Linked DNA regions of Anser cygnoides: regions 1 and 3 are each linked to region 2. Evidence: chromatin contacts called from public Hi-C data. All regions are on one chromosome and are shown on one strand. The core of a region is the stretch at or near the end of the contact, and the rest is flanking DNA. Distances in the headings are between cores, read along the strand shown. Region 1 holds the start of YES1 (YES proto-oncogene 1, Src family tyrosine kinase). Region 2 holds the start of THOC1 (THO complex subunit 1). Region 3 has its middle 21 kb from the start of YES1.

Region 1 (2,700 bases), core at 23-2,522, 260 kb after region 2:
TCCTTGGCAACACGTCCTAGGTTTTAAGCTGGGTTTGTCTTAGCCTGCCAGTTAAAGTAAATTCATACAGCTATTTTCTAATTAACAACCAGCCTCTGCCTGGGCTCAAATTCAGCAGGTAGGCCTGAACGAACCTTCTCAGCAATCACGAGGTTCGCTCGTATTCATATCCTACTTTCTCTGACACAAACTGGCTCGTGCCTCTGTAGGCATCCGACATCTGGAAGGGACCATCCTGAAGCAAACGCAGTGAACCCATGCAGGGTGTAAGGCAGGGAGGCAACGCGCTGCTAGCCCTTCGCCTGGAGGGACGCACACATAACTCCACTCACCGCACGCCTGGGGGTCTGCAGCAAGAAAAGTTGCACGCGGTGTCTGCGGGGATGGGGGCCTGTGTGTTTTTAATGCTTTTTTTAAAAAAAAAATTAAAAAAATGTAAGGAACATGAGGAGGTTTGATGAAGTGTTATGACTGAATATTCAAATTAATGACTCAGAAATCTCAAGCAGTCGTGTTCTTGCTAGGTGGAGGGACGCAAACCAGAACACCGAACGAAAAAAAAAATACATACATACATATATATATATATATATATATAAAATAAAACAAGCCGAGGCGCGCACAGCCCCTTCGGAAACCAGTTTCCTGGATCTCGCCCCAAGGCCCCCCCACAGCGACCGCGGCCCCGCTCCGAGCCCTCCCCGGGGGTCCCCGGGGAGCCGCAGCCGGCCCCGGGCCGTGCCTCCTCGCCCCCCCCGGGTGCGGTCCCCCCCAGCCCCGCCGCCTCCCCGCTCGGTGCCCCGGCGGGGCCCGGCAGGAAAGTTGGCGAGAAACTTCGGGCGGAGGAAGGGGTCGCGGCGCGGGGAGAGGCCGGGGGAGGGCGGCCGGGGCCTAGCGCCTCCGCTGCGGCCGCCGCCACCGCCGCCGCCATCGCGGCCGCCTCTCCCCGCGGGGCGGCGGAGCGCGGCCGGGTCCTCACCTGCCTGTCCTCGGCGGCGCCGGTGGGAGAAGGAGGGGGGAGAGGGAAGGAAGCGGGGCCCCCCCCGCTCCTCCCGGAGCCGCGGCGACCCGGGGAGGGAAGGGGGGGAGGAGGGGAAGGGAGGAGGGAAGAGGAGCGGGAGGAGGAGGAGGAGGAGGGAGCCGGGCGCTCCGGTGCGTGCGGGGAGCCGGAGCCTGGCGGCGGGAGGAGGAGACTCCCCGCCCCTACGGCCGGGCTTCTCCGCCGGGCACCGCCGGCCCCTCCTCCGCCTCGCCTCGCCTCGCCTTGCCCGGCCTCGCCTCGCCCGCCGCTGCCTCCGGGCGAGGCTCCCCGCCCGAGTCAGAGGCCGCGGGGAGGAGCCGGGCGGCCCCCACGCCGCGGGATGGCGGCGGCGCGGCCCCCTCCGGCCGAGCCAACATGGTGGCGGCGCTGCCCTGACGGCGGGGAGGCGGGGGGCAGCCGTCCCCGCTCCCCGGGGCGGCCCCCGCGGGCTGGGGTGGGCGTAGGGGGGTCCCCCGGGGTAGCAGGGAGCAGCCCGAGCTCGGCTGGTGCCCCCCCGGCTTCACGCCGGTTCAGGTGTGTGAGCTCCTTCCCCTCCGCCACACCGCCAAGTGGCTCCCAAAAGCCCGGCGAGGCGGGAGCAAGGCTCCCTGAGCTCCCTCATGTTAGGTTTTAAGGGTTTCCCACTGTCCTCTCCCTTAGCTCCGTGGTGTCTGGAGTCATGGGTTTCCCACCAGCCTCAATTCCGGACCCCAGCCTTTCACGCTGAAGAAGTAAAAAGGTTGGGTTTGTGTCGAGGTGGGCTTAAGGAGAAGGGTCACTGCAACGCATCCAGCCTTCCCAATTACGGACTGCAGGAAGAAGGGGAAAAAAAATAACACGAACCACCCGAAGGAGACAAAGTTATTGAAGTTTACGTGGGCAAATTGGTGGTTATCACTCAGAATTATCTTTTATTGCTTTCAGCTCGCTAATAGCAAAATTTGGTGCTGTAATAGTGTTTGTGTCTATTGCATCTTTATTTGGTTCACAGGCTGAATATAAAATGGTAATTGTATTGATCTGCAATGATAATCTAATAGTGTAGTTTTAATCATTAAAGCAAGCAAAACACAAGATCTGTTCTCTAGGCGGGGATGCAAAGTAAAGACGTTTGTAATTTTTAATTTAAGAGAATACATGTATTTGCTTTTACAGGACCATAAATACACTAAGCAGGCAGTTAGCAAAAAGAAAAAAAAAAAAAGGCATTTCAGATTTTGAGGCTCCTTACCATAAATCATATTCATGCAATCCTGTTAGCGTGGTGGAGTTTATCATTTTCCTGCCCTGTCAGGAGCCTAAATCACATTATAAAGAATTGATTTTTAATTTAGAAATCAACAGCGAGTTTTATGAATCGAGCTGGACAGCGAATTACTTAACCGAGGAGTATTTGCGGAGTGGCAGAGGCCTGAGTCTGTCTCTGCTTCCCAGCACTGGTGGGAACACAGTCTGACCTCCAGCATCGGTCGCGTTTGCCTATACACAGGCAAGCACCGCCATGTGGTTAATTTTACATCTCAGTGGTAGAACTTGCATATCTGAAAAAATGACAGCCTCAAGGATGTCGTCATCATTACGCTTCAAAATTACTCGTTTTTGGTAAGAAATGGAGCAGCTTTGGGCTGAAGCTTTATGGTTAGAGGCATGCTGGCTCTTGGCACTGCAGTTTGGTGTCT
Region 2 (2,700 bases), core at 90-2,589:
TATTTATGAACTCGAATTTTCAGACTAAGCAGACCTACATAAACATTAGAAAGAGCTGATGAAAAAGGCCAAGTCAACCAACACCTCTCAGTATAGGCTGGTATCTGCCAAACACTGCCATTCTGTCCTACCTACCACACTCCTATAATCACCCGTATTAATTACATAACTTTCATATAATTCATGTTTTTTTAATAAACAGTATTTCCCAATACTGCAGTAAGCTGCTGTTAAATTAATATCCTAACTAGTGGATTAAAGTTGGATTTATATCAAGAGATATGCTGTAGCAGTTTGAAGTACTTACTATTTCTTCTTCTACAATAACTCTAAAAGCTTGATCCAAGGTACACTTCTTTTCGTTTTCACTGCAAACACAAACATCCCACATCAGTTAATAACATTATTATTAGGAACACATAAAAATGATCTGAAAATGGGAACCTTTTAAAGCAAGTGGCAGCCACTTACCTCCCAGGAATCTGGTTAAATGCGTTCAGCAGTGGTTTGATAGTTTTGTTATGCAGGGCCTCTCTGGTGGAAGACTATCAAAGTGTAAACAGACAAAAGTTACAAAAGCAGAACAAAACTATAATGTTACCAAGATTGTTTCTGCCAGACCACTTTTTTTTTTTTTTCTGCCACCTGATGGTGGTCAGAAGTGCAAAGGTACCGTGTATTGCACACCATGTATTGATTTACATGTAAATGCACACCACGTATCGATTTACAAAGGAGCCTTTGGAAAGAGTAGGATAAATAACAATAAATATCTAGCAAATTAGTCATGTGAGGTAGCAGATCACGCCTCAAACCAGAGCTAACTATGGGCTGAACGGTGTCAGCGAAGCACAAAGGGGTGCGCTGTGTTGTGCCCGCTGCTGTACCTACAACACTCACAAGCCCCCCACAACCTCACCCTCTCAGCAGGAGGATTTGTGTGGTTTGGGATTCGGTGCAAGCCCCAGCCCCGCTTTTCAAGGCGGGTTATGGGTAGGGTCGTGCCCGCAGGACCTCAGGTGCCCAGCCGGGCCCTCTCCAGAGCCAGGCGCGGCCCCCCGCAGCGCCCCCCTCAGCACGGCCCATCCCAAGATGGCAGCGGCCCCCGGCCGCCGGCCCCCGACCCCCGGTCCCGTCCCGTCCCGTCCCGCCCCCCCGGTGCCGGCCGGCTCCCGCGGCGCTCACGGTGAAGCGGATCCGCGCCTCGGGCAGGCTGAAGAGCGGCGGCGACATGGCTCCGGCCGGCAGCGCTCCGCGGCGCGCCGCGATGACGCGATGGCGGGCGGGCGGCCGTTGGCGGCCGTTGGCGGCCGTTGGCGCGGCGCGGAGGGAGGGCTGCCCGTTTTCCGAGCAGGGGCGGCGTCGGTTGGTTCGGTGCTGCTCATTCCTGCCCTCATGATGGAAGAAATGCTGCCCGTTTTCATACCCTGTTTAAGTTGCTGAGTTGGTCCGAGCCGTATATGCCTAACCAGACCGTTGCTTTTCTCTCCTCTTAGCTCTCCTTTATTAATCACCTTCTTTGCTTTTATTTTTTAAATCACTAGGGCAGTGTGAGGAGATCAGGTCAGTACCGAAGCCCTGAGCGCCTTGGTCTCTCACCTCGCCCTTCACCACGAGTGCCTCTGGCAGCTGCCAGATCCCTGAAGGCAGCCTGCTCTGCGGCGATGTCCCTCGCTCATCAGGAGCCTCAGAAAACATTTTGCTACATTTTCCTTTTCTGTTTCTCTGTTTCTTTCCTTGTGCACAGTAAAGGACACAAACGGTCTGGCCTGTGTTTTAATTTGTGTTTCTTTGGCTTGTCCAGGTGGAAGGGAAAGACCTCCGTCTAGCAGCTCTGAAGACCTCTGCTTCTTCTGCCTGCCAGTTTCAATACCAGTTCCCTATTTTTAACATTTCTCCGTTGTTATTTCAACAACACAACAAACCATATATTCTTTTTTATGCCCAGAAAATCAGTGTACTATTCATACAGCATATAGCTCAGTAGGTCTTGACATGGACGTGGAAAAGTTCTATTACCGATATAATTAACATATTAGAACACACTGGCTTACAGATCTTCTAAATGTTTCTCAGAAAGCATGAGTGTCTGAGAACGAAAGTGTCACAGTTACTGAACTTTGATATTACTTTGAACTTTGAGGGTGGTGAGGCACTGGCACAGGCTGCCCAGAGAAGCTGTGGATGCCCCATCCCTGGAGGTGTTCAAGGCCAGGCTGGATGGGGCTTTGGGCAGCCTGGTCTGGTGGGAGGTGTCCCTGCCCATGGCAGGGGGGTTGGAACTGGGTGATCTTTGAGGTCCCTTCCAACCCAAACCATTCTAATTATATAATTATAATTATAATAATTCAGACAACCCAAAGAAAGCAGAGCCCCAGTGCAGTTTCCCAGGTCTCCAAAGCACACAGTCCGGTATCTGGCTGAAAAGCACAGGTGCTGCCCAATCCTTTTGTGTAGGTAGGAAAAACTAAAATACCAATTTTTTCTGCTATTGGAAAATACAAGTAATTATTTGCATTTTATTAATATTAATTACATTTACTATTCTAAAATCAAATATTAAAAACTCCTCAAAGATCATCTGGAAGTGTTTTATTGTGTGGCTCGTTCGTCTTTCTGCCGGCAGAGGGAAGCGTTTGCCCAGAAAACAGAGGTGCGGATGGACGCCTGGCTCTGGTGGCACTCCGCCAGCTGCAGGTT
Region 3 (2,700 bases), core at 97-2,596, 280 kb after region 2:
CTAGCCAGCATTAACACTGGGATGGCCTAATGCATCAGGAAGACATATTCACACCTCATCCTTGTCTACCCAGCCACAGATGGTTCCACATCAATACTGGACCTTCCAAGGACTCCCTATAAACTGTGAGAAGGGAATTCCCATGTCTCAGAAATGCCTGTAGGTGCTGCAGGGAGGCAGGCTCATCAGAACAGAGCAGACACAACGTATTACTCTGATGTAAAAACTGAGAGGTAGCTCTGTGCCATTGCTGTTGCTGGCTGGATTGGGACTGAACACAGGAGGAACATCCCAATGGCAGCTACCAACAGTCCAAACCACCTTCTTTCCGTCCTTTTCCTGGCTCTTTGTAGAATGGGTATCATTTTTTTCAGTACAGAATCTTCTTTGTTAAGTGAAATAGTCTCTGTGAGAGTAAAATTGTCCCTTTCTTGGTCTTCTATAGGGAACACTAGCAATAGAGGAAAAAAAAAGCTTAAAAGCCATATAACATTTGCAAAAGTGATGTTTAAATAAATAATAATAATAAAAAACTCTTTAAAACAAATTAATTGTGTTTACTCTTAACACTGGAAAATATTGTTTGTGACTTAAATACAAAAGCTATGCCTGCTGTCAAGGTGTTGAATTTTGTGCTTTGGTCATAATACCAGCAAAGTGAACAGAGAAACACAATGCTCCATGTAAAATGGTATTATAACCAGTGCAATTTAGGTATTCATACTGCAGTTGATCACCTCAGGGCAAGCCTGGCTTCAATCAAGGCAAGAAAGTAGGTTTGCAGCTATGCTGCTACATCAGTTTAAAAATCCATAATATAGATATGTTCTTTTCTGCACTGCTACAGCCTCTAATAAGGTATATCAACTCACTTGGTTTCTGTGCTACACAGCGATATGGATGTAAGACAAATATGAAAGACAAATATCATATAGTAATTAAGTGAAATAACAATGCTCCCTTCTTCACACTAGTAATTAAAGTGCAAAATAATATTTTGTAAGTATTTACATATAAATACTGTAAGCTACAATACTGACTGACTTTTGATTCTAAACGGACATTAGAGACTGGTAGCAGATAATGCTAATCCTGATCAAACAATTAGCTTATCTCTTCCTCTTGCCTGATAAGGGGAGGGTAGCCAAGATTGGTGTGGAAAGCTTGACACTGTCAGCTCTATTATTTCCCACCCTACTCAGTAAGAAAGCTGTAGTTTAAGTTAAACCTGCTTGCCACTTGATTCTGAGCATGTTTGTCTGCAGGGAGCCTGGCACCAGCTTTTGAGCTACCCAGCCTCCAAGCTGCCTGTGAACTCTTTGTTTATGTTTGAAGGGCAAGTCAACAGTGCTGATAATATGCAGATAAAGAATTCAGTTGTCATCCACAGCGGGCAATTTAGTATTGCCCTGTATACCAGAGAATAAGAGCAAAGGCATGAAACAAGTAGCAGTTCTGGTTTCAGAAAAGTGTTGAACTGAAATTCTAGTCACACTAAAGATCCCTTTGAAACAAGATGAAGGGGGAAAAAAAGCTCATAGTCCAGTTCAGAACAGACACTTGATTAGGCACAGCTCCTAATTAAGCTGTGAAACTTGTTCACATATCTAATGGAAGTCAAAGGTATAAAACAGTTCAAAATGCAATTAGACACATTCACAGGGAAAAGTCAAACAAGGACAGAACATCAGAAGGAGGATACACTTAAAATCTCAATAATTCCTTAAGCCACAGATACCCAGAAGCTGTAAGTATGTGAGGAGAAATCATCAATATATGTGTGCCCTGTTCTTGTATTCTTTCCCAAGCTTCTGGTAGCAGCTGCTGTTTGAGATAGGCAAGCAGGTTTGATGGACCACTGGTCTGAGATGGTACAGCAGTTTTTACACTCTTACATCCCCAGCTGTGCTCTCTACAGCTCTGAGGTGCTCTAGTCCCAGGAGCTTCAGTCTGTGTCACCTATGTTGCAGACAGACACCTCCAATGTGGGGCTGTGTGCATTTTGAACAAGTATTCGGTAGAATGTTTTTCATAAGGAAATACAGAAAGTAATGGCATCTATAAAGTCTCGTACAGTTCCTCCATTATCTGTACAAACAAATACCAGAGTACTCCAGGAAAATCAGAATAGGGTCCCAAACTTATGGCGCAGCAGATTGCTATTAGTCTCGGCTATTAGTGTTTCTGCAATAAATTCATCCCTCCAAAGCTTTGCCTTAGAGTAGGGGAAAGCCTAGATTTTGACAGCTGTCATTTTGTCTGGAGGATTCCCTACACAGTTTAATTGCAAACACACCTGATATTTAATTTCAAACACATATTCAACAGCTATCATGTGAGTACCATGCAATTTCTGCACAGAGCTTTTCTAACAAGAGACTCATTGCTAAGGTAGCATTGGTACTGCCAAAACTGAAGGCCTGGAGCCATGTAGATTGTACTAATCTCAGTGAAAGTTCAGTTTATGAGTTTACATCTATTAATACTAACCAAACTGTGAATCTGAAAGTGGAAAAAATTCAAAGTACATACTCTGCAAAGCAACAACAATATTGTATGCATTATGTCAGTATAGAAGAGAACCCAGTTGATTATTGATATTTTGCCTGAAGAAGAGACTATTGAAGGACTAATTTCTGGTAATATTAAACATGGTTTAAGTAGATTTGACCCCCACAGATCAATTGCAGTTTTCAGGAA

What was found. Hi-C and Micro-C count contacts between places; a contact is called where the count stands out from the background.
Region 1: a Hi-C map of liver shows a contact between it and region 2, with 2.3 times the contacts expected there. The contact joins the promoter of YES1 here to the promoter of THOC1 in region 2. A contact is called at or near these places in 3 of 7 Hi-C or Micro-C datasets (granulosa cells and liver).
Region 3: a Hi-C map of fetal liver shows a contact between it and region 2, with 2.0 times the contacts expected there. The contact joins the enhancer-like site here to the promoter of THOC1 in region 2. A contact is called at or near these places in 5 of 7 Hi-C or Micro-C datasets (fetal liver, granulosa cells and liver).

Annotation. Positions count from the first base shown.
Region 1 is chr2:112,861,925-112,864,624 of Taihu_goose_T2T_genome, reverse strand. YES1 (YES proto-oncogene 1, Src family tyrosine kinase) reads right to left here and starts at 1,272. Exons shown (of 12, transcript XM_048057947.2): 1 at 980-1,272.
Region 2 is chr2:113,124,632-113,127,331 of Taihu_goose_T2T_genome, reverse strand. It overlaps THOC1 (THO complex subunit 1), which reads right to left and starts at 1,339. Exons shown (of 21, transcript XM_048057986.2): 1 at 1,186-1,339; 2 at 472-545; 3 at 308-368. The coding sequence starts at 1,233.
Region 3 is chr2:112,841,302-112,844,001 of Taihu_goose_T2T_genome, reverse strand. No RefSeq gene overlaps it. Among named protein-coding and RNA genes, the nearest start is that of YES1, 21 kb to the left of the region's middle. Within about 2 kb of position 1,346, at least 1 of the 3 cell types and tissues checked has open chromatin away from gene starts, as enhancers often do. A contact at or near this core is called in fetal liver, where this site is marked.